Linked DNA regions of Mus musculus: regions 2, 3 and 4 are each linked to region 1. The links are chromatin contacts, called in public HiChIP or PLAC-seq, Micro-C and promoter capture Hi-C maps. All regions are on one chromosome and are shown on one strand. The core of a region is the stretch at or near the end of the contact, and the rest is flanking DNA. Distances in the headings are between cores, read along the strand shown.

The links. Promoter capture Hi-C pulls out the DNA fragments that hold promoters and counts their contacts. Hi-C and Micro-C count contacts between places; a contact is called where the count stands out from the background. HiChIP or PLAC-seq counts read pairs in DNA pulled down with a chosen protein or histone mark.
Region 2: a contact with region 1 is called in an H3K4me3 HiChIP or PLAC-seq map of bone marrow-derived macrophages, with 2.4 times the contacts expected there. The contact joins the enhancer-like site here to the promoter of Zc3h18 in region 1. A contact is called at or near these places in 6 of 39 promoter capture datasets (the 3T3-L1 cell line, cranial neural crest, embryonic stem cells and 2 more) and 3 of 115 datasets of contacts at active chromatin or transcription factors (bone marrow-derived macrophages, embryonic stem cells and neural tube).
Region 3: a contact with region 1 is called in a Micro-C map of embryonic stem cells, with 12 times the contacts expected there. The contact joins the promoter of Cbfa2t3 here to the promoter of Zc3h18 in region 1. A contact is called at or near these places in 1 of 39 promoter capture datasets (neutrophils) and 1 of 484 Hi-C or Micro-C datasets (embryonic stem cells).
Region 4: a contact with region 1 is called in a promoter capture Hi-C map of embryonic stem cells, with 2.6 times the contacts expected there. The contact joins the enhancer-like site here to the promoter of Zc3h18 in region 1. A contact is called at or near these places in 3 of 39 promoter capture datasets (the 3T3-L1 cell line, embryonic stem cells and liver) and 4 of 115 datasets of contacts at active chromatin or transcription factors (the NIH/3T3 cell line, embryonic stem cells and pancreatic cancer cells).

Annotation. Positions count from the first base shown.
Region 1 is chr8:122,372,454-122,378,791 of GRCm38.p6, reverse strand. Zc3h18 (zinc finger CCCH-type containing 18) reads right to left here and starts at 2,176. Exons shown (of 18, transcript NM_001029994.1): 1 at 1,992-2,176. Gm39270 (adenomatous polyposis coli protein 2-like) reads left to right here and starts at 1,708. Exons shown (of 2, transcript XM_030243895.1): 1 at 1,708-2,431; 2 at 5,252-5,501. The coding sequence starts at 1,721. The coding sequence ends at 2,359.
Region 2 is chr8:122,017,813-122,024,221 of GRCm38.p6, reverse strand. Banp (BTG3 associated nuclear protein) reads right to left here. Exons shown (of 14, transcript NM_016812.4): 12 at 3,578-3,703; 13 at 76-219. Among named protein-coding and RNA genes, the nearest start is that of Mir7237, 43 kb to the right of the region's middle. Within about 2 kb of position 2,336, at least 78 of the 459 cell types and tissues checked have an H3K27ac peak or open chromatin away from gene starts, as enhancers often do. A contact at or near this core is called in bone marrow-derived macrophages, where this site is marked.
Region 3 is chr8:122,676,106-122,682,329 of GRCm38.p6, reverse strand. Cbfa2t3 (CBFA2/RUNX1 translocation partner 3) reads left to right here and starts at 4,155. Exons shown (of 12, transcript NM_001109873.1): 1 at 4,155-4,468.
Region 4 is chr8:121,879,272-121,885,062 of GRCm38.p6, reverse strand. It overlaps Slc7a5 (solute carrier family 7 (cationic amino acid transporter, y+ system), member 5), which reads left to right. Exons shown (of 10, transcript NM_011404.3): 8 at 1-80; 9 at 1,295-1,472; 10 at 1,968-3,917. The coding sequence ends at 2,023. It overlaps Gm26812 (a long non-coding RNA gene), which reads right to left. Exons shown (of 4, transcript XR_879277.2): 4 at 5,545-5,791. Among named protein-coding and RNA genes, the nearest start is that of Slc7a5, 26 kb to the left of the region's middle. Within about 2 kb of position 4,077, at least 8 of the 459 cell types and tissues checked have an H3K27ac peak or open chromatin away from gene starts, as enhancers often do. A contact at or near this core is called in embryonic stem cells, where this site is marked.

The DNA.
Region 1 (6,338 bases), core at 927-3,426:
TCTTCTTACCCACTAACCCAGTAGTGCAGGACTCTCACAAAGTTTAGAACTAACCTTTAGTCCTCCTATCCACAATGGTGAACCTGTTCAGGGGTGGAATGACAGTCTTTCAATATCTCTGTCCCCAGCTGCATTTGACATACTGGAAAATGCTTGACTAAACGACAAAACCCCATGAATCCAGGAACCACCTGTTGCATACTAGAAAGAGATCTAATAAAGTTGCCTGTTTGTAAAACATTGTAACAGAACTCCAGAGCAGCGTTCTGCTCTTGTGTCAGCAGCAGCTCAGGAAGGCCAAACTGACTCCAACCACTCTACTACTGACAGAACAGTTATGTCGTGGTCTCCTCACAGCTGGGTCATTTTCAGCAACTGCTACAAGCTACTTAATAGCCTGGCCTGGTGAATTTACCAATTCAGGTTAAAACAACTCTTGGGCAAACATGGGGTATGACTTGGGGAGGGGGGCAGGGTTTCTCATCGTAGCCCTGACTAGCCTCGAACCAATAGAGATATACCTGCCTCTGCCTCTGCCTCTTGCGTTCTGAGATTAAAGACTTGGTCACCACTGACTGGCCTACTACTGAGAAACGTGTTCCAAGTAGGTTTTGTTAAGGAGGCTCGATAACACACAAATACAACTTCTGGAAAACGACTTTTCCTTTGAACCAAGGTCTCACTTTGTAGCTTTGGCTGTCCTGGAACTCACTATGTAGACCAAGCTAGCTGGAACTAAGAGACCCCCTCGCTTCTGCTTCCCCCCAAGTTCTGGGATTAAGGTGTGGGCCACCATACTCAGCTGTGGGAGATGAAGTTTAGCAGAGCAGAGCCTATGTTGATGTCTAAGTTCTGTTATGCCTGGTTAAAAAAACTTATTCATAGCTCCATCCATGTATAGAGCAAGAATGTCAGGATGTTGAAAACACCACCCGCAAAGTGACTTAAGCTCTGCAAAAACTCTTCGGTAAGGAGATGGTCTCCTTGGGATGGTCTGCAGATGACAAGCTATCTCTTTGGAGATGAGCAAAGCAAACTTACCTGCTGAGTGTTCAGGAAGTAAATCCGAAGTGCTCTTAAAATGTTTGAGCATTCCCCATCTACGACTAGAGAGGAGTTTCAGCTTTGGGGACATATTGATTGGTTCCAGAACTGGCTGGCTTCAAACGTGTTCAGATCATTCGCATTCTCCTCTCAGGGGGCTGGGAAATGGGAACTAGCCTAGGGACAGAGAATCTCAACCTCTGCCTTGGGATAGGTAATGTGATGAAGAAGAAACAAATGCCTTCTTCTACTACCCTCAAATGGGTCTGAAGATTACTCTTGTTAATAAGTGCCAAGAAAAAGCTCATTTGAAACAGCTATTGTGCCCGGTAAACTCAGCTGTCAAAAGTATACGGGAAACTAAGTATCTAGTAGGGGCGAGACTATAGGTCTTAGTTTAATTTCCTTCTAGCACTACAATCGCCTGGCTACTTTACACTAAAGAAATGGCATCTCTAAGCTCACAGTCCAAGAGGCGAGGAGGTCACACTTCCTAAGCGACCCGGGACTCTTGGAGCACAGTGGGTCCGTCCAACCTGTGCTCGCTTGAAGTTGCGAGAGCAAGTTGCAGGAGGCTCCAGAGAGTTCAAAGTTCCCTGCAGAGCCCGTCGAGAGTCCAAGCGGGCCTCCTCCCGAGCCAACCTGCGCGATCCGCTCCCCTTTGTGGGCGGCGAACATGTGCCACGCCGAGTGGCCCGGAAGGGAAAATGACAGCTTCAGGAAAAGCAACTTCACCACGGCAGACCGCGGCGCGCCACGGCACCCGCCCGGACGTCCCAGGCCGCAGCGGGCTCGCGCCTGCCCGCTGTCCCGGCCCGCGCTTCGGCCCGCGGCTGCGCACAGCCGGGGGCGCGCCCGAGAGCTCGGGAGGCGGCGCCGGGCTCCGGGGCCTCGCTCCCGCCGCCGCTGGGGCGGCCTTCTCCCCGCCGCCCGCCGGCCCAGCTTACCTCAACGCGAAGACGGGAGGCGGCCACGGCTCCGCTGTGGTGGGGGCAGCGTGGACGAGACGTTCCTCAGCCTTTTCGCTCCTCACTGGCTCCGGCTTTGGGCACGACGCGGGCGGAACAAACGGGCTCCACTACCCGCGGGGGCCGGCCATTGTGCAACGTCATCAGGCCGCGACGGCCGTCTTGCGAACCGGCGGGCTTCCCTCGCTAGCCCCGCCCTCTTCCGCACTTCCTTCCGGCCTCCGCCGGCCTCGCCTCCGCGGCGCGCGCTCCCAAGGCTCTGCTACTGCGCAGGCTCACCGAGGTCGACCCCGCCCTCTAGCGGGCCTCCTGGCGGCGCGTGCGCAGTCGGTGGCTCTTCGTGGTAGTTGCTTGGGATGAGATCAGATGAGGAGCAGGCGGGATGCGTGCCGGAAAGGGAAAGCCCTTTGAGGCTCTTGGTGAGTGCGAGTGGACACTTCCAGGGTCTGAAAACTTAGCATTCGTTTCTTCAGGGCACGAACTTTCTGCCTTATTAAATATCAATATTTTGCCGGGCTGTATTTAATCCCAGCACTTGGGAGGCTGAGGCAGGCGGATTTCAGAATTCGAGGCCAGCTTGGTGTACAGAGTGAGTTCCAGGACATCCAGGGCTACACAGAAACCCTGTCTCGGAAAAAAAAAAATCAATACTTGACCAAAAGTGTTTTGGGGGCTGGAGTGTAGCTCTGAGGTTGAGACAGCACCTGCCAAGTATGTGCGAGGCCCTGGTACCCTCAAAAAAAAAAAAAAGATTTTGGAGTTGAAGGATTTAGATCCTCTTACCTGTTTCTGTGACGCTAAACATCTCTGGCATCGTTAAATTACCGTGACCCAGTGTAACCTCCCTGGGGAGGACTTAAACTGATTGGGTCATTTTTCAGTCCCCTCCTACTACCCAGATGGGGCTCAGCTGCTGGAGCCCGAAGTCCAACCCCCCCCCCCCCCCATGACCTGATAAAAGGTACGGAGATCATTAGGTACTGACCCCTTGCAAATTTTGAATCTGATCTTGGTCTTACTGGTTAGGGGCTGCCTGTCTTCCTCAAAGTGAAACCACCCGGATGCCCATAAACTGATATAAGGGGGGGGGGGAGTTCTGGTCTTACAGTCCTGCATTAATTGGGCCACAGAAAGGGATGAAGTTCAGACACATGCTACAAACACCGAGGACGCCTAGGAAGGCGCCAGTCATGACAAGTCGAATACTTTTGACTCCATAATGCGACTGAACTATGCCGCCCACCCTCCAAGTTACTTACATGTGAAGTCCTAGCACCAAGCTGGTATGGATTTCAAAGCAGAGCCTCTCCGTGAGGGTATAAAGGTGGGGTCTGGATCTCATAGATTGGTGTCCTTCAATAGATACCAAGGAGAGCTATTTGAGAGATCATGCTAGTGCTGGGATTAAAGGTGGCTGCCAATCAGGTCAGACAGAAGGTTCTCCCTCTCTCTCCCCCCTCTCTCCTATGTATGTGTGCATGTATATATGTATATCTCTTTTCATACACCACCACCACCACCATCTGAGGAGACAGTGAGAAAGCAGCCATCTGCAAGCCAGGATTAGGCCACGCTGGCCTCCCACCTCTGGAAGAAAATTAACACCAACTGCTCAAGCTACCCAGTGAAATGAGCCGAATCAAGCCAGATTAGATCTTATTCAAGCCAGGTTTACTGGGAAGCTGCTTGCCCGCGAGCTCACTGACCCCAAGGACTGAGGCCAGGGGAGTTGCCAGGTCTGCTTAGCTATGTAAAATATGCACCTTGGTCCCTTATAATGGGGTCTAAAACTAGACATTGTCCACCTGCATGCTACCATGCTCCCCTCCATGATGATGGACTGACTAATCTCTGAAACTGTGAGCCCCTAATTAAATGATTCCTTTTTATAAGGAGTGCCTTGGTTGTGGTGCTTTTTGACAGCAATAGAGCAGTAACTAAGAGACCAGACTTGAGTAGTTAGCATGGCAGTGCAAGCTGCATAATATTCAATTTATATAAAAATATAAAATAGGCGAGATGGCTCAGCGGGTAAAAGCTCTGACTGCTCTTCCAAAGGTCCTGAGTTCAAATCCCAGCAACCACATGGTGACCCACAACCACCCATAATGAGATTTGACGCCTTCTTTGGGTATGTCTGAAGACAGCTACAGTGTACTTATTTATAGTAAGCGAGCAGGGACTGAGAGAGCAGGGTTGACTGGAGTGAGCAGGGGTCCTAAGTTCAATTCCTCACAACCACATGAAGGCTCGCAACCACATACACACTCATTCTGTCAGTTCTGTGTCTCTGAGTCATACAGAGCTCTGAGATGGTCAGACAAACACTTCATAAGATGTTGGTGGCCACCGCAGAAATGCAATCAGTAGAGGCTGGGGAGATGAACTGGGGAACGAGTCGGCCTTCCAGATGGATTCTGAACTTCCCTCCTGTTCTCTATGCTCTCCATCCCTGGCTCTTGCCTGAGTTAATACCAAAGTCCCCTCTTCTCACTCTTGCTTCATTTAGAACCCAATTTCAGCAACTCCTGCAGTGGCTTCTTCAGCCACAAGATAAAAGCTACACTCCTGGTGCCCCGCCTCCTATGGCCTGGTGTCCCTGGCCCATTTCTCCCATACTCACATCCTCTTTCCTGTCCCCAGGTGTGCTGGATGGGATTTTCTTTTCTTCTCTCTCTCTCTCTCTCTCTCTCTCTCTCTCTCTCTCTCTTTCTTTCTTTCTTTCTTTCTTTCTTTCTTTCTTTCGTCAACTTGACATGAGCTAGAGTCACCTGAAAGGAAGGAACCTCAACTGAGAAAATGCTGCCCCCATAAGATCCAGCCATAGGGCATTTTGTAAATTAGTGATTGATGAGGGGAAAGCCCAGTCATTAGTGCATGGTGTTATCCCTGGGCTGGAGTTTCTGGGTCCTCTGAGAAAGCAGGCTGACTGAGCCATAGGGAGCAAGCCAGTGAGCAGCACCCCTCCATAGCCTCTGCCCTGCTTGAGTTCCTGTCCCGACTTCCTTCGATGGTGCTGATAATGACGATGACGATGAAGAACAGTGCTGTGGGAGTGTAAACCAAATAAACCCTTTCCTCACCCAACTAGCTTTGGTCATGGTGCTTCATTGCAGCAATAAAAAACCCTAACTAAAGACACCAGCTCTTCGCATGGGCCTCTCAAACTACCTGAAACCCCTCTGTCTGATTCACATTTATTCACGCCTGGGTCTTACCATGGATGGAATTCTTTTCAGCCACCCTCCAGATGTACTGGGGAGAGGTGCCACCTGTGTGTACTACTCAGCCCTGCCAATCAAGGCATGCCCCCGGCAGAGTGTTCTACACCAGAAATCCCTGCAGTCTCCATTCAACAGACCCAGGTGATTCTGATATTCCAAGTATGTGAGATTGGTGGGTGACCTTGGGATCCAGGAGACATGGACAAGAGGAGACACCAAAAAATATATATATATGGCTGGCGAGATGGCTCAGCAGGTAAGAGCACCCGACTGCTCTTCCGAAGGTCCTGAGTCAAATCCCAGCAACCACATGGTGGCTCACAACCACTTGTAATGAGATCTGACGCCCTCTTCTGGTGTGTCTGAAGTCAGCTACAGTGTACTTATCTATAATAATAAATAAATCTTTGGGCCGGAGCGAGCAGGGACTGAGGGAGCAGAATTGTCCGTAGTGAGCAGAGGTCCTAAAAACTCAATTCCCAACAACCACATGAAGGTTCACAACCATCTGTACAGCTACAGTATACTCACATACATAAAATAAATAAATAAATCTTTTTTAAAAATACAGGGAAAAGTTGTGGAAATGGCCCAAATATTTATCAGAAGATATTTCAATATTGTAACTAATACTACACACTAACAATGTTGCAATTGTTAAAAATTACATAAATCTGGAATATATAAAGATACTATTTGGAAGCAGGGGTGAAACTCTATAAATTATATTGAAAACGTCAAATGGCAGAAGAAACACAGAGGATCATTGTTTTTGCTGTGTCAAAAATAGCATCACAAAAGCAACCTGGGGAGGAAAGGGTCGATTTCAGCTTACAGTTTATATATAGTCTAGTTGCCTGGCAGGATGGGTGATGGTGTAGCTAGCACCGAGGAGGCAGAGGCAAGCAGATCTGAGTTTGAGACCAGTCTGGTCTACAGAGTGAGTCAGGACGGCCAGGGCTACACAGAGAAACCCTGTCGTGAAAAGCAAAAGAAACACAGCAACAACAACAGCACAGTTTATAGTCCTGCATGGAGGGAAGTCAGGGCTGAAACACACTGGGAGGAATGCTGGTTATTGGCTGCCTCCTTGCAGTCTTGA
Region 2 (6,409 bases), core at 1,087-3,586, 350 kb after region 1:
CTACAGGTATGTCAGACAAGCCCAAGTTCAGTATCTACTAGGGAGGCTGGTGGGACCGGGAGGGACAGGACTCACCTGCGCTGCGGCTGTGTGGTCACTCACAGGCGCCAGCTGGACATACTGAACCTGAATGTCACTGCCCTGGAGAGGCGACCCATCTACTCCTGTAGCAGCAGGGTCTGAAGAGGCCACGGCTATGAGCTGAGCACCCTGCAGTACCTGGGGTTGGGGACAAAGCCAGGCTGGTCAGTGGAGCTCGGGTCAGCAGACCCCTATCCTCTTCAGGTCCTGGAGCAGCAGGAGGCCCCCAGGCCTGCAGCATGGATGTAAGTGCAATGGAGCCTCACTGCCCAGTGCAGAGAGACGTCTGCTTATGTGAGTGTTGAGTCTTCGACTGTCATGAAATATGCCACATTCACACTCAAGTCTTGCAGAAACACCCTTGTGACACACAGGCATTAGTCTTTTAAAGCCCGTGTCAAAACAAATAAGCTAGAACTTGAAGCCTGCACGGGCACACTGAAGACGGCAGAAGAGCTTAACAAAGCCCTGGACAGAGCCCATGTGGAGCCAATAACTTTAGATAGAGAAGCAAAAGGAGAGGGAGGCTGCAGAGATGGCTCGGTGGGTAGACTGCTTGTATGCAAGCATGAGGACGTGAGTTTGGAGCTTCAGCATCCACACAAATCAAGGGCAGCTGTGTATGCCTGTAACCCAAACAGGAAGACTGCTGGAGCTAGCCTGTAACCCAAACAGGAAGATTGCTGGAGCTAGCTCACCATCCAGCCTAGCCAAAATAGTGAGCTGCAGGTTCAGTGAGAAAGCTTGTCTCAGGAAAAAGGTAAAGACAGATGAGGATACCATCCACCTCTGTGTGCGTATACACACACACACACACACACACACACAGACAGAGAGAGAGAGAGAGAGAGAGAGAGAGAGAGAGAGAAGGGAAGAGCTACTGTGGTGGGGAGAGTGAGAGGTAAACAGGCTGTGGGGAGGGTATAAGCAGAGACACCAGGAGCAAGTCACTACAGAACAGACCCCTCGGTCCTTCTTAGCTGCATCCTTCCAGCATCCTGACCCTGTATAACTAGTGACCCTGCCTCAGAATGGACCTGGAGGAGGGACTAAACTCAGGGTGACCCTTGGGGTGACCCCAGCCCTGGATATTCTTACCACTGATTCACTTCCCACAAACCACACCTGGTGCTCACACAACTGGGCAGGGGGCTCGAGGCAGGCAATGCAGAGCCTCCATCTGCTCCTTCACAGTTGCCAGGAACCATGGGCCCCGCCCTCATCAGTGTTGTACAGTCCCAGGCAGGCAAGAACAGCAGTGGACGGAATGCCCATATTGGAGGCTCCTGTGGCATGATGGCACACCACCCTTTGGTATGGAGAAGACCATGTGGTTCCCCACAAGCAGAGACAGCAGCACAAACACCCAGTCAACTTCTAAGAAGAGCTGTGCTGTCAGATGACATGTGCCTTTTTAAAGGACACACTGCAATCGAGGACAGTGTCTCTTATGCTAATGAGGGTCTGCCAAACGAAAACACACTCAGGTTCACGGTAGTGGGAAAATATTGAGGGGGGGGTACTTTTTTTAATGACTGAAAAGCCCTTTTTAACATTTTTGAATAGCTAAGAAAAAGTGAGAACTATTTGGGGAAATGACTGCCAAAAGACTGAATATAGCTGTCCCCTTGGCAACTGCTGCTGAACTCCGTCAGATGGGCTGCAGTGACAGAATCAGGAAGTGGCTCTTTCCTAAGGACTCTTGGCATGTCTTTGGGAAGTGGTCGCTCTACCTCTTTCCTGGAGAGTGCAGTGGCTTCTGGGTCATCTCACTTCCAGTGTGAGTCCGCGCACCTATGGAGGACCTGACAGACTCTGCTCAGGGAAGAGTCAAGAGACAGCAGCAGCAGTGACAGCCTGTCCCTGCACACAGACAGCCCTCCAGACACACCTCCCTGAACCTGCTTACTGATGCTTTTCTGTATGTCAACATCTGGGCATAGGAGGACAGGAATCTCCATGGGCCATGGTGACAGGCAGTGGGCTATGCAAACACAGGGGAGCTGGCCCTCGGCCCTCTCTAGGTGCTTAAACTCAGGTTAATTAAAAGGAAAGAGGGTGTGCAAACACACATCTGGGCTCTGGTTTCCAGGCAAGCTCAAAAGTCCACATAAACACTTGCCTGGTACTTCTGCCCCCAAAACCTCAGCGTTCCCTATTCCACACCCACTCTGGCACAGCTGCTGCACAATGCTACTGGCCACACCCTCCCTCTTCAGAGCAGAGCAGGGCAACAGATGCTGAGTTGCCCAACAGCTGGCTGACAGTAAAGGCTCCTGGTTTTAGATTAAGCTAGGCCCCTTGCAGAGGGAAAAGCCTGAACAGAGTACAATGATCCAGTCTTCTAAGAGTCACTGACAGAGCCCTTGGGTTTCTCCTTCACACTGACTTGTAGGCAAGGTCATCGTCTGTGCTCAGAACTACATTTCTCCAGGCCTGGTGCTCTGCTTCATCTGACCAAGCAGGTCAACGTGAAACAAAACCTAGAATTTTATATTTAGGAAAGAGCAAGCAAGAGCTCCTGTTTGGGGACGGCCATTGGTGGCAGACTTGGTTAGAGCCTTGGCTCTTCCAGACTCTTGACCTTTCATGGGTAGGCAGGGCAGCTTGGGCTCTCTCTTCCCCTGCATTTACCCAGAATACCTCCTGCTCTCTTTACTCAGCAGTTCTTGTGGATCTTATTGGGTCCCACATGCTTCTCTGCCAACCCTGCAGGCTAGCGAAGCCATGCTCTACAGACAGATGAACATTTCCCACACAGCATCTGAGTCCCCGGAGCTTCCTAGTCTCACTGCAAGAACCTGAGGTCAAACAGACAGGACAGTGTCTATGGAGGATCTTTGGCCCACGTGTACCTGGCTGTCTCCCCTGACCTACCCTGGGCCATCCACCAGGGTAACCCAAGGACAGGCAGTGGGAGGGGGGGGGGGTTCCTTGAACAGCAGAAGCAGCAGCTTCAGAAGGAAGGAAAGGACACAAACACCAGAACTGCTGCAATAGCAGAATGGCCCTGTCTCCAAGAATGAAAGGCTCCGTGGGACGAAGGCTCCAAGCTCAGCAGATGGGCCTGACTTAATGGCCATTCATCAAGCCATATGTCTTCATATGCCATCAATTGTTTCGTATGCCTATACACATGTCTTAAGACACATGTGGTCATAGATGTGCACATGCACACATCTGCATGTAAAGTCCATGCCTGTTCACAGTGACCTTGTCAGCAATGCCAAACCCCTAACATGCACCTCCACTCTGATGTCTCTGGCTGCCCAAGCAAGCTCTTAGCCTCAGGCCTCTGTGGGATTCAGCATAGACAGTGGCAGTCATTGTGGCAGCCTCTGTAAGCCTGGGCTTAGTGTGTGGCACAGGCTCTGTAAGGACCTATGGCAAGCAGGACGTGCCTGCTGTCCAGAGCTCTGACCTGACCCTTCTTTCAAGGTCCCTGGAAAACACTGGTCAGGCCACCCACATCTCCCGACAAGAAACACTTACAAACCTGGATCATTTCATTTCCAGCAGGCAGATCAAGTGTGTCTCCTCCCAGAGGCCAAAGCTGGGAGGGATTAGCCTGGGCCACTGAGTCACCGCTGACAGGAATGGGATTCTGGCACAGGCCCCACGACTGGAAGAGATCAGAATGGGGGCTATAGGCTCTGCAGGGACTTGTCAAGCCACAGATCCCACCTTGTGGGGAAGAGGTAGGAAAAGGAGAGGTGCTGATACACTGTGGCTGCCTGGTTTGCTATCTCCTGGTAACTCAGAAGCCAGGCCACATTTGGAAACCCCAAGTTAGGAGTTATGACATAACCAGTTCCCCAATCATGTTACATTTTTACAGGTTCCTCCATGATGAATTTAAAGTAGCTGCAGTTGCATTTAAGGAAACTCTTGCAATCACAGAACCAGTTTCCCAGAAAACTCTGCTGTGCTGATTGTAGCAAACAACACCCTCCCTGCTCAGCAGCGCTGTCCTACCAGCACTGCCAAGAAAACCACTTTCTATATGAAACGCGAAGCTGCTGAGACGTGAGGTGTTATACTGTAGGAAAACCTGAATTTGCAATATTAAGACAAAGGTGTAACTTGACCAACCAATCAATGAATGGAAGCAAGATTCCCAGCTGGAAAAAAGCTTAGAAAGTCATGGCTTTCAAAGACTAGAAGCTACCAGGCCTGGCTTACAAATTGTCTCCCAGTGAGGAGGCTGTGGGGCCTGGATCCTGGCTACGGGATCTGACCACATCTGGTTCAGCTGTAGGGAGGAGCTGGTGAGCCATCACCTTGGCTGGCTGCTGTGATGAAGAGATCAAGATACGTGTCAGGGTGCCATCATCATACTCACTAGGAGGGTACTTGCCAGGAAGGCCTGGCCGTCCCTCAAAGTGTCCAGTTCTAGCCATGCTTCTTGGGCCTGCCCCGTGGGCCTCTGGTCCACTCTCAGGAGTTGTCATACTAGTGACCATTCCTCCTCCAGCAACAGGGGAAGACAAACACCTGCTCTGCTGTGTGGGCCATTCCTGAGTCTGCCTCCAGCACCAGAAGGAGTTTCCGAGGCATTTAACAAAACAAGCACCTTTAAGCCACACATGATGGCTGATTATCCTAGCATTTGATAGGGAGAAGCAGAGTTGAAAGCCAGCCTTGGCTATTTAAGTGAGTTGGAGGCCAGCCAGAGCTACATGAGACAAGCTAAGTAAGGTGTCACTGGTAATGCTACTCTCAGGTGAGAGCTATGACAGCCACAAGGACACTGTAGGAAGACAGCTGGGAGCCAGAGATGGCAGGCAGGGCAGGGAGGAGGACACATGGCATCTAACCACACAGCCCACAAACAAGGCTCCAGAGACTCCAGCAACACTGGACCACTTGCTCTGTGACTGACAATTGCAGAGGAACCCAACAGGTATGTACTACAAATGTTAAATGTGTGGTGTATCACAATGAGCACAGGAAGGTCCGCTGCATGCCTGAATCAAGCACATTCCAGTCTCTGGCATCTAGCAGTGCTTCAAGAGAATCAACCGCACAGGTTGAGGTTTGACCTTAATGTTAAATTGGTGAATAATAAAAACCTGAGTCAGATCCCAGCTATTGGACAGCATCGATGAGCTTGGGTTGGGTGACGAGGGTACATTTTGGCTGCCCAAGAAAACCAAGTAGTGAGTCTTCTTGGGGATCCCCGCTGCTACAGGGAGGAGTCTGGCAGATACAAGCCTTCAGCTACAAAAGAATGCAGCAATGCAGGCCACCATGGCATGGCACACAGGGGCAAGTCTGCACTTATCTCCCAAAGATGAACTTCCATTCCCTTCACTCTGCCTGCTCACCCCGCATCTGGAACAGAGCCCTGATCTGCAGGTTCTCCCAACAGGCTCTGGATGTGGAAACGTCTGACTGCAGTGACATGAGAGCTGACGCCAGGTCAACAGCCAGACCCTTCATCTCCCGGCAGCCAACGCCAGCTAGCCTACAGCTGACCTCAGGGATCCCCAAGGGACAGCACAGACTGACACGCCAGAGACGAGGACGAGGAGCAGGCACTGCTACATTCCCGGCTTCACTGGTTGCAGCTCCCCTAACACATTCTGAAGCAGTGCCAATTCTTTTCAGACGTAAGAAAGAGCAGCGGCGGGCAGGAGTTGGAAACTGCGCACTGAGGGAACCAGGAGGACTGTGCTTTGGACATACACCATCTGCTTTTCCTCCATCCACTGCCAACTCTGCAGCTCTACTTAAAACCCAACTGAGATAATGCAAAACTGGTGCTAACCCTAAAGTCAATGCAAGAAGCCCCAGGACCTTTCAGCAGTATCTGCACATCAAACTCCAAGGCCCACCAAGAGTCTACTAGGGGTAAAACCAAAATAGGAGAAAGGAAGCCTTGTGCCAGGAGTAGACACGCTTCCCTGCGGAGATTAGTGTGGCCAGAAGACGGCCTGGACCACAGCTGCAGGGAAAAGGCCCAAGACGCTAAACTTGTTTCTCACTAACTTGATCCAACCCAACAAGGATCTTTCTGCAACCCACGTGATAGCTCAAACGGAAGTTTTCTCCCGAGAGTGGCGAGGTGCTAGAAAGACGGCTATCCAGTAATACCTCCAACCACTGACCTGCTCAGAGACTAGCCACAAACATTTCACATATACACACATTCCTACAGCAAAACTCTGATTGTGTCTCGCTGTCCCTCCCTACACCAGTATATTTGTGTATGTGTGTGTATGCATGTGTGTGTGCGTGCACACATGTATGTGTATCTACCAGCCACATATCAATGTTTGTTTGTTTGCTTGTTTGTTTGTTTTTTGAGACAGGGTTTGTGTAGCCC
Region 3 (6,224 bases), core at 2,906-5,405, 300 kb before region 1:
TGCAGAGCCGTCCACACTGTCAGCTCCTGTGATTTTTCCAAATCTTGTTTTTGCATAGAGATAAGAAGCAAAATCCAGCTAACTCATCCCAGGGGGCTTAGCAGACAAGGGAGGTACATGTCTTCCTGGTATCAGAGGTCATCAGTCCCTCCAAGAGAGAAAGAGAAGCCTGTGGGAGCTTCCTCTCCTCTCTGACTTCAGGAAGATCCTATAGGAAGATGCATATGGAGAGTTCTGGGTACGGAATGGGAGTTGCTGGTGTGAGGAATCTGTGCTGTAGCTACTGTGATGTGTACAGTGCCAGCCCGCTCACTAAGGCCACGTCTGAGCCACTCTGCCCCTAACCCTTCTGACAAAGGTCAAAGCTCGCACTTGTTCCCTCTGCTGTCTGGAAGGGACAGAGGCAGCCATCTGTCTGTCTATCCTCCTTCCTTGAGACCATCATACTCTATGTGGTTGGCTGGTAAGTGGCCCTAAGGTTATGGGGTGGGGGTAGGGGGCAGCCAAAGGGCTGAGGCTGAGCCAGAAATGTCAGAAGATAGGTGGGGAACAAACAAGATGGGCTATAGCCCATCCCAGCCACAACCACAAGACCCGAGTCTCCCAGGGCCAGCTTCCTCATCGGCAGAAATGCATCATTTCCAAGCGTGTATATGAGAAGCACCTGGACCTCAACATGGGAGGGAGGCAGCAGGCAGTTCTTTTTAGAGCTGCACTGTTTGAGATGGCTTGGCTGTTTTCTGTCCAGCTTAGAGCTGGAATTTCAGCTACCTGGATCGGCACACACCATGATCCATCATTTTATCTAGAGAGACTGACCACATGACTCCTTCATCTCAACCCTCCCCTCCCCCTCCTCTTCCTCTTCCCCCTTTCTCCTCCCCCACCCCCTCCTCCTGCTCTTCCTCCTCCCCCTCTTCTCCCTCCTCCTCCTCCTCCTCCTCTTCCTCCTCCTCCTCCTCCTCCTCCTCCTCCTCCTCCTCCTCCTCCTCTTCTTCTTCTTCTTCTTCTTCTTCTTCTTCTTCTTCTTCTTCTTCTTCCCCCTCTTCCTCCTTCTCTCCACTCTCTTCTTTCTCAGTAGTGTCTCTTAACATAGCCCAGGCTGGCATGGAACTCACTATCTTTCTGCTTCGGTTCCCAAATGCTGGGATTATGGTCACTGGCCATTGCACCTATTCCTTGTGGAATAGAATAGAAATGTGCATCACAGAAAGAAAAGCTGTGAAGGCATCAAGGTGCCAGACCAGAGCCCATTCCCCTACACCTCTCAATGGCACATACACTTTATTATTTACATAAGGTGTTTAAAATGTCATTGATATCTATATTTTTGTCTCCCGGGGTTTTTAAAATAAATAGACCAAGTTTTTGAAGCAGATTCATAGAAAGATTCATAGAAAGATTGATCAGAAGGCAGAGCTGTCCCTGGGTCTGCACAACATGGATAGTGTCCCTGGTGTAGGGCACTGGTAACTAAGGAGTGGACAGAGACTCAACAAAACTCACCTTTATAGTGAGGTCCAGTCTGAGTTTCGTATTCTGCGTGTTTAGTTAAATGTCTAATGATGGTGTCCGCCGTCAAAATGTCACCCTGAGCCGTGAGAAAAGGAGGTGCTGCCCTTCTGGGGGGTGAGGATAGCAGAAACAACCCAGGTGTAGCTGGAAGTGTTAGACATTGAGATTGCTTTCTTTAGAGAAAGGGGCTTCTGTTCTAAGAAGAGCCCCCAGCTGCAAGTCTGGTGTCAGCTCTGTACTGTGAGCTCTGTACTGTCAGCTCGGGCAGGCACAGCCCCTCTCACAGCCTCGTGGGAAGCAGGGACCAGATAAAGGTAGAGAGCTGACTTCACTGGGGAAAGCCACACTGCCATAAGCAAGAGAAAGTGGCTCCTTTGAATTGAATCAAGCCCAGGTCTCTATAGACAATAAAGAGCTTCAGGCGGCACCTGATTTCCTGAGCGGCTGCTGCCTCTAAGGTGTCCACGTGATCCCTGGTGCTTGGTGACTCTTTGTTGTTCTGAGAAGGCGTGTGTCTTGCAGATGGACTGGATACACAGTGTGGGTTGAGAGCTTCCATAAGGTAACATGAGAGTGTCGAAGAGCTGTGACCTGGACATTTCCACAGGGAACCAGCTCTTCATAAAGTAGCAGGGAGACCAAGTGGGTAACAAATGGGCTCTGGAAATGTCTTTCCAGCTGGTGGAAAAATGGAGGGACAACGGCTGTCAGGACTCGTTGTGACTATGCTGCAGTGGGGCCGGCCCACTCCATACAAAGCAGCCCTCAGGGCCCCCACCATCTCCTCCCTGTGCAGCAGCCATGGCTCTCTCTTGGGAGAGCTTCCTAGCTGAGAGGTTTACCTGTCACATTGAATTCTGTACCTCCAACAGAGGTTGTGAGCACCTTTCTTAAGTTCAAGCCACACACTGGCCACTTACCACAAAACAGACATGCCACCCAGCAGCACGAGGTGGGTAAACCTGCAGCTCAAGCTGAGGGTCCCACTCCTGCCTCAGGCTGAGCTCCCAGAGACTGGCTTACGAGGTCTGCTGAGAGGCCACTCTGCCGGGGCCACTCTTCACGACAGTATCTCTGAAGAGGACTGTCCTTTGCTTTCTCGGTGTACACAGCACACTAGCAGCCACACAGCTGGTGTCCATATGCCTGGGATAAAAAGTTTGCGGTCTCAAGCCACATAGCCAACTCTTCTAGATCCACATTCCTCTGTGAAATGGGCTCGGGACCCTCCACTCCTCTATAAGATTGATACATGTGGCCAGGGAGATCTGAAAATGTGGACAGTTTTATAGGTGTCAGACTAGGATTAGATAGCATCCTCCACAGAGGGAGATCCGGGAAACCAAGGAGCCCAGATCCCACCCCAGGAGGACCGTGCAGGAACGCTTTTTCAAGAAGGCAGAGGTGAACCCCTGAGAGGGACCCCAACTGGGGAAAACCAAGCCACTACAGCAAGCCTGGAAAGAAACGGAGGGTATTTTTACTTATTTATTTATTTAATTTTGGCACATTGCTAGATTTTTATCCTTCACATGCAGATGTATGCCTAATGAGATGAAAATCAAGCCCCCCCCACCCCCACCCCCCCGCTGATCTGAAGTTCTGGCCCCTTGTCTCTGCAGGCGGTGACCCTGGGTCTCTCCTTAGTCTCAAAGAAGCAAAGTGTGAGTGAGTGAAAAACTGGGAAGGGAAAGGAAGGAAGTGCAGCGAGTTTGCTCAAATGTACCAACCGGAGGAACGCCTGGGACTTGTCGCAAGGCGCCTCGAGGAAAAGTGGGTAAAGTGGGTGGGGAGCAGGCTCAGAGGAAGCAGAGAAAGTAGGACGCGGACAAGCAGAAGCAGCGGCTGGGGGCTTTTCCTCAGGTTGACATTAAAATGAATGATATGCAAACGAATGCAAAGCATATGCGAACGCCGGCCCCGATGGCAGTGGGGAGAGCGGGATCCTGAGCCCACTTGCCGCAGGTCGCCTGGCGCCTTGGGGACCAAGGCCGAGCGCGGCGGGTGGAGCGCGCCCCCTGCCGGCAGAACGCGCAGGTGGCCCGGGTACCCCGAAGGGCTTGCGAAGGGGGTGAGGGGGGGTGCGGCGGCCGAAGGAGGGGCGCCCGCCTCCCCGTCCCGGAGTAGACACCGCGGCTCCGGGAGCAGCGACGCCGTCGGGCTGCGACTGCTCCGAGGTGGGTGTGTGCGGTGCGCTCAGCTCGCCCGCCCTCCCGGGGCGCGGCCTGCGCGGGGCGGGGGCGCACAGCTAGGAGTCCGCCCCGCACCGGGTTGCCCCGCGCCGCACGCACTGGCTACGCGCTGGGACTCCTCGGCCCGTTCCCACTCCACGGCCCCGCTCTCCTGCATCCGTACGGGGGTCCCACGCGCGGCCTGGCGCTCCTGAGGTCCCTACGTCCTGAGTCGGACCCCATAGCCAAGTCCGCCGGGCGCGTCCCGGGGCCCCTCGGCCACCCGGGCGGTGGAGGCGGGAGCCGCTCTGGGCATTGGGCGGCGCCGGGCGCACGGAACCGGGCCTCTCTCCGGCGGCCGGCGCCCCGGGGCGGAGCGAGCGCGATGGGCGTCGGGCTGGAGGCAGGTGGCGCAGCGGCGGCGGGGCGCGGGAGGCGGGGGCGGAGCGCGCGGGGCGGGGGCCGCGGGACTCGGTGAGACGCGCGGGCGAGCGCGCGGCAGCAGAGCCGAAAGCACGGCGGCTGGACCCGGCGGCCGCCGAGGCCGAAACCACCCGGGCAGCGTGCGGGCTTTGTTCCCGCGCTGGGGGCCGAACGCACTCGGCATGGCCCAGGCGGTCGCCCCGCGCGCCCCGACCCCGCCGCGCGCCTGAGCCCCGCGCAGCGCGAGAAGACAGCGTACGGATCGCCCCCAAGTTATGGAGGTGGCGACCCAGTGAGAAGGAAAAGCCACTTCGGGAGCCGGGTTGCGAGAGAGCTACGGTCCCCTGGAGCTCCAGACCGTAAGTGCCGCCCCTGCCCTGTTCAACACCGCCGCTGTCACCCTACTTTGCCGGTTGCTGCCGTCCCGGGGGTCCTCGCTTTGCACCCCCTCTCCAGCCCCTCCACTTTACAAAGTTCGTGCCCACGGCAGGGTGGAGCCAACTCTGCCCACTCATTTGACTGAGTTGCAGCCACCCTAGGTGAGCAGACAGCTTGACCTGTCCAGAGTGTGTGTGGTTCATCTTTAGGTAGGAGCTGAGTCGGTGGGGGAGTATGGGCTCCCCAACCACCACCCACAAGCGCCCCCTGGGGTGCCGGGTCTCCTGACAAAGACTGGTAGCCTGAATGACAGGGCTCGGGACTGACTGGAGTAGCGGGAGGGCAACCTTCCTGGGAGATAGTGCTGGCAGGAGAGGGTCTGCTGCTTTCTCTAGCCCTTCCCCCTCTTATTTTGGTCCCTGGATCAGCCATTAGGGCCATGGAGCTGAGCATCCTTCCTGATGGTCGGGAGGGGATCCTGACCGCCCTCCCTGGGGTCCTGACAGCCAGGTGCAGGCACAGCCTCCGGCTCTGATCCTTCTCACAGGCTTTGGGAACGGTCCATCTGTGTGTAGGGCAGGCCCAGAGCCAGGCTGTGGGAACAGCGGGGAGGAGGTGTGAGGAGGTGTGAGCACCGCGGAGGGACAGATGGCTGGGAATTCAGCCGGAGTCGGGCTGACTAAGGTGGAGCAGAAGGCAGCCAGGCTGGCAGCTCCTGGCTTTGAGCCGCTGCCTTTCAACTCATGGCCCTGAACTTGGTGTGTTTGGGCTTCTTGACCACAGTGCTGGCTGGACCTACCCCCCTGCTCCATGAATAGAACTATCTGATCATGTGAGCTAAAGCTGACTTTCAGAGCCCAATTCCTCAAAATAACAGACGATCTCATGCTCCTGTTTGTAGGGTTGATCCCAGTAACTGTCACACCCGTCCCTCCTATCCTGAGGCCAGGATGTGGCTTCATTATGTCTGGCTGGGTGTGTGCTTCCTCCCGGCGCTCAGAAACAGGAGGTTCCCAGGCAGCCACTCAGAGGATGGGGCTGGCAGAAGACAAAGGGAGCGGTCACTTTGCCCTGGCATTGCCCTTGCAAGTTGCTGGAAGGTTTCAGAAACTTCTCAAGACTGGGACTCTCTCATCTCCCTAAGACCCCAGGGGCTGGTCTGAGAGAGTTCAGCCATACCCGGCCAGAATGCACTTGGCTCCTGGCCTGGGAAGAAGTAGGAAAGCCCTGTGAGAGATTTCTGGTCTTGTGCATGGAGGGATCCTGATGGGGGCTACACTGGGGTCATGATGTCACCCCACCTTGGTCCACTGAAGGGCGGAAGTCAGAAGATGTGGCTGTCCCCAGTTGGCACTGGGAGCCCACAGTTAGAGCACCAAGCTGAGAAAATGCCGCTATTTGGGACTGTTTTTTTTTTGGGGGGGGGGCACAACCACTCTTGTGCATTGAGAGGGAAAAGCAGAGAAAGGAGGAACCCTGCGAACAGAAGGAACAGATGTGGTGCTCGGTGCTGCCCGGGAGCTAGACAGACACGGGGAGGGAGAATATCACGTTAGGACTGATTTTCTGGCGGAATCCACCCTCCCGGGAGGTACTGTGATCTTGATGAGAGGGGAGAAAGGGAGGGCCATGTGTACCTGGCACACCACCATCTTTTGCTGTGTGCCAAGCCTGAGCTGGCATATGGAAGACACCCCTGGACAGTTCCTTGCAGGATGCTCTGGGGCTGCTGGGTGG
Region 4 (5,791 bases), core at 2,828-5,327, 500 kb after region 1:
ACTGGCTGTGTGTGGCCCTGGCCATCATCGGTATGATGTGGCTCCGATTCAAGAAGCCTGAGCTGGAGCGTCCCATCAAGGTAAGTGTTGGGTGGTGTTCCTATTCAGTCCCTAGGTGTCATTCTTAGAGGCAGGGCTGCATCCAAGGAGCCCTGGACCAACACGGTGTCTGATCCCAGCCTGGCCTTCCTCCGGGTCTCCTTGGCAAACAAGAGAACCTGTCCTCTTCTGCTTGAGTACTGTATGAAGGGTACATTGGAGGCAATCTGCTGGGGTCAGAACAAGTGTCAGACTTGTCCCAAGAGAGCTGTTGGGCAGCAGCTTCTGTTAGCCAGCGTGTTCTCCTTGGGCACAAGGCTGACACAGCCACACTGTCTTCCTGCCTGTACTTGGTGGTCTCCACCAATAACACAAGGAACCTGGTAGCCAGTTAGTGGAAGACCCCAACCATGCTGGCTTGTGCCACTCAGTCCTCCAGGCTATGGGGACAGTCAGACTGCCCACAGCTGGTCCATAGAAAGCTCACAGATACCCGTGGGCTTCATCCCCAGGCACATGGTTGGAGTCTATTCTGCTGAGGCTCTTTCCCACAGTGGGAGTCCATTTTTAAGACTGTGGGATTCTGGACAGCAGTCTGGCCTAAGCCCAGCTCTGTCTGTTGGGTTATTCAGTGTTCAGGCTGCTCTGCCAGAAGCCTGTCTGCTTGGGCTAGTTACAAGCTGTGGCTTTGGGATGAGCCTTTATCTCCACAAAGGGCCCTCTGAGAAGGCAGGGCTCCTTGCTTGTTGGTGGGTAGCCAGGTTCTTCCCAGAAGGGCCAACCTGCCACTCGCTCTCTAGGCGGCCATAGGTGGGTATTCCAGCCAGGGTTTCCATGCCTGGTGTGAGGACTGCAGAGCCTACCTCTGCTGCCCTGTGGAAGCCTCAAGAGAAAGCAGGCTAGCTGTGTTCATTCCTACCTATACCAGGTGAGTTTCCAGTTCTTAGATGCTCAGCACTGTGTACTGCGGTCAGAGTGGGGTTGAACAGGACAAGGCTTCTGCCCTCCACAGGCCCATGACCGTTCAAGACAGGCAAGGCGGGCGGCTGGAGGCAGTTAAACCACTTGAAGGCAAAGGCCCAAGGTCTAGGGAGGTGTAGGTAGGCAGACCCGAAAGAAGATGATGGCTCGAGGGCACACGCCAGCCACAGGGCAAGAGGTGGGAGCCTTCCACTGTGTCCACGGGCCATGGGTGTGTGGAGGAGACTCTCCACCAGGAGATCCTGGTGGCCTACATGTCGCCATTGTGTCCCAGGTGAATCTGGCCCTCCCGGTGTTCTTTATCCTGGCCTGCCTCTTCCTCATTGCCGTGTCATTCTGGAAGACACCCATGGAGTGTGGCATTGGCTTCGCCATCATCCTCAGCGGGCTGCCTGTCTACTTCTTTGGTGTCTGGTGGAAGAACAAGCCCAAGTGGATTCTGCAGGCTATCTGTAAGTGTGCACACCACTGCCCATACCAGTCAGGGCGGGAACAACAGGGATGAGGGATCGTAGGTCCTGCCATGTGCACCCTACAAACCAAGAGAATCATTCATGCTGGGCCTCAGGCTTCGTGGTGCAAGCCAAGGGTTTGCACACTAGTGTGTGGGCCAACATTGAGAGTCATGGGGGTACAGGGAGTAGACTTGGGGTCCCACCCTCGCTGGTCTTAGCAGGCATTCTGTGGCCAGCTGCCCTGCGAACTGGCAAAAACCCCACCACTGGCAACTAGCTCAGACACGGTAGCCTGACAACATAGAGCCTGAAAAAGTTGTATCTGAGGCGCCCAGCTCTGGCTGATTCCAGTTGGCGTAGGACGTGTGTTCACCATGTCCAGCCTCATCACCTGAGATTTCAAAAGGGTAAACGGACTGGTGAGAGTAGGCGGGCAGAGCTCACGCCCGATCCTCCACCCTGAGTTCACTCCTGTCCTCCCTCTCCCCGCAGTCTCTGTGACGGTGCTCTGCCAGAAGTTGATGCAGGTGGTACCTCAGGAGACTTAGTCACGTGTCCTGGGTGCTGCCGCGCTGTGCCTGCTCCAGACAACTCTCCTTTGGAAGATCAGCGGCCAGGCCTGTCAGCCCCACAGCTCCAGTGAGCACCACCAGCCGCCTAACACAATCCACTGTCCCTCAAACGTCAGGTGTCCACAGTGGCTGTGAAAGAAAACTGGTACGATTTGGTCCCAGAAGGTGACCGTCCATGGTCCATGCAGACACAGCACCCAGTATGAGGCGTGCTGGGACCTGAGGCCTGGACTTTCTGACTTTCTGGGGACTGCCACATCCAGGCTTTCTCCCCTGTGATTTTTGTTTTGTTTTGGTTTTTGTAGCGTGCATTTGGGTCAAGTTTACACTAGCGAGATGATTATTTTTTAACAAAACAGGGTAGCAAGGAGCAGGAGATGCCGTGGCCGCACAGTCCGGCCCTGTGGGAACTGCTGGCCACAGCTCTTTTCCCAAGGCTGTCGTTCAGTAGCATAGAGTGCCTCAAGGGGACCGCATCACTGTCACCAGGTCAGAAGAACTACTGAGACTTGCACATCACCTGTTCCACTGTGGACTTGGACTGACAGATGGACGACACATATGCTAGCTTGGACTTTAGTTTTCTGGGACCCTAGAGATGGAACCCCAACCTTTCTCATGAGACAGAGCTCTACTGTGTGGGTCACTTGTTAGGTTGAAAATGTAGAGCTCAGCTCTCGCCGCCCTGAAGTCCTGGCTCCATATGAAAGATCTCTGCAGCCATGACCCTAACAGCACCTAGCTGTCCGCTGCAGGGCCTTGTGCTCTGTGCACACAATGCAGCAGTGCCCCGGCTCTCACACGCACAGCACTCCCCGCCCTGCCCCACCTCTCTTAGAACCAGACCAGCACCATGGCTCTCCCACCCCCACCCCCACCCCCAAGCACCTGGTCTGTCCCCATTGTTCTTGAGACTGCTAGTAGCATTCTGTCAAAGTCACTACTGCTCCCTCCAGCCCCACCCTTAGCCATTGTTCAGAAAAATAGGCACCAAGCACCCCTCTGCTCTCTGCCACCAGTGTGGTGTGACCACTCCAGCTCCCTGAGTATGAAAGCCACTGGCTACATGTGTGGGACCATCCTGCAGCCTTCCCGTTGTGCTCTGGGTGAGACAGTTGGGTCCAGCCAGCACATCACTGAAGGAGCTGATCTGCTGGAGGGACTTCAGGATGTGCGTCCCCTGCTGGCCTCTGCCATTGCCTCAGACCATGGCCTCCCTGAAGGGGTGTCTACTGGAATGGCTACTATGCAGTTCTTACATAGTGGTGACTTACCACTGGCCACCCTGACCTCTCCTCTGTGCTTCTGGGGTTCCCTTTCATTGGGGTGAGGAAGCAAGGTCAAGGTCAGAGTGCCTCTTGAAGGTTCTCCCAGATATGGGAACTGGGGTCTCTTCCCTGGAAATGAGGGCAGGGACCCAGTTCCATCCTGGGGTGTGTCCCCAGATACAGCCTGGGTTAAAGGGCAGGGATTCATGGTGCTGACCCAGGCTCTCTGAGAAGGCCCTGTCATTCCTGTTTGTGATGTTCTGAGGATGCCCATCTGTAGGTTTTTATTTTCAAATCAAGCTCCGACCACCGCCATTTTGCCCAGTGCTTTCTATTTTGGTTTTATCCTAACATGTCACTGCCCTGAAAGACACCCCTACCTGGCCCCTTTCAATGGTCAGTGTCTGACCCACCACACTGGGTCCATCTGCTGTGCCACCTGAGATAGTGCTGTGGTTATAATGTCTTTTACTATTGTATTAATGGCTAGCCTGTTACATTAGACTGGGGGGGGGGTACAGAGGTCTGCTGTTTTGTGAGGCTTTTTGTTTTTTTGGGGGGTTGGTTTTGTTTTTTTTAAAAGCTATTGGAATTCTAAGCTGCTGACTGTGTTCTGTGGTCTGTGCCAAATTCCCTGTGTAGGAAGCATCTTTCCTCCCAGCCCACCCAAGTCTCACAGCCGTACATACATTCCTCTGCTCACCAACCCCTGAGGGTGACAAGGCTGGAAGGAAGCCAGGGGGCCAGGGACACATTAAGGTCACAAGAGGGAGAGGGTTTCTGGAAGCCTCTAGGTGGGAGGGGCTTGGCCCAGAGGAAACCAGTAGGCTAATGGTGAGGCTAACTGTGCTGAGAGCACCATCTGAGGGGAGGTGCAGGAGGAAAGGAGCCCAGCAAGAAGTTAAGTGATGCCAGGTCATCTCACAACACACACACACACCTGTCTCATAGACAGGTCAGACTTGGAAACTAGGGTTCACTGCTCTTTGCAGGCTAGCATGGCCCCTAGGCTAGCATCTGTGGCAGAGGGACCCTTGAGGTCTTAGAACCCCTACTGGGTCTTGTCTTCCAAGTCACATTTGCTAGCCAAGGGACTGGGTACTGTTCGGGTCCTCGGGGCCAGCCATCAGTTTCCAGGTATCACTATCTGAACAGAGAGTAGCTATAAGAGCAGAGGGTTCTGATGGCAGGTGTGTATAAGCCCAAAGCTGAGGCCCTGGGCAACCTTCTCGGCTCTTAGCTTGACATCCTGAAGCAGTTTGGGAACTGCCCAGCAGAGGTACCTGAACACTTGGCCACTCTGAGGTGAGCCTGTCACATACATACAGTACTGCCCCCCCCACTTCCCTATTAGGAGACGGGTGGGGCAGCTATGTCCACAGGCAAATGAAATGGTGGTGGCCCATACCATCCTTCCCTGTTGGTAAAGCTAGAAATTCAGTTATCTGCACATCTCTGAGGTTCATAGACCCAAACACTCCCTGCCTTTTATCAGCCCCCACCCTCCCTGCTCACACCATCCCTGTTCCCTTCCCCACCCAGTCATGCTGCCCCTGTGCCTATACAGGACTCCGCTAAGTCCTAGGCAACGACAGGGCTTGCAAGTGATTATGTCCCTGGTACAGTGATCTTATGAGGCTCCTGGAGCTGAGACAGGTGCTCTGCAAACCCCCACAGCGCCACCAGCCCACTGCCCTCCAGCCCCTGTGAGGACACCACAGGGGGGACACCACACTGAGCTGGTAGCTCTGTCCCTAGAGAAGGCAAGGGGCCTTGTCTTCCTCAGGTTAGCTGCAGGTTTCTCCATCTTCTGTTGACCTCAACGTACTTGACCTGAACCTTGTGTCTTACTTGAACCCTGGCTGTGTTACACCCATCTGCAAACTGCCACTTAGCCCGCAGTGAGCTGGGCACTACCTTCAGCCTGTTACCAACAGTTAATGAGCCAGACAGGGAAACTGAGGCATCCTGAGTAGATAGGACAGAGCCAGTGGACATGGCCTTTTTGAAGCCACAACACCTGTCTCCACAAACATCCCAGCACAACTGATTTGCTGTGCAGGCCTCTGGTCTTGAAGGAGCTCACAAGAAGGAGAAAGTGGGGAGCCAGAGCCACATTTGGTAGCTCTGGGTTGAACAGCTTGCAGGGGACCATGAGGGGCCAGCCCAGCTGGAGACTGCAGAGCCATCCCCCACATCTCCAGGCATTAATTAAGCAGGTGGTTGTGAAATGAGAAGGAATCAGGATTTATTAAGAGCATTCTGCAGGATTAGGGAAAGGGGGTGGGGTCTTGCGGTGCTGGGATGGGGATGCCTGGCTTCATCCGGTATAAGCATCTCAAGGACATTTAAAACAGAGAGAATCGGACCAGAGGGACCCTAAAAGTGGGTGACCCACAGTGGTGAGAAGCAGTAGACGGAGCGGGCATTCTGTCAGCCCAGCCAGACTCGGACAGGGTTGGTTGCTGGTAGGTGA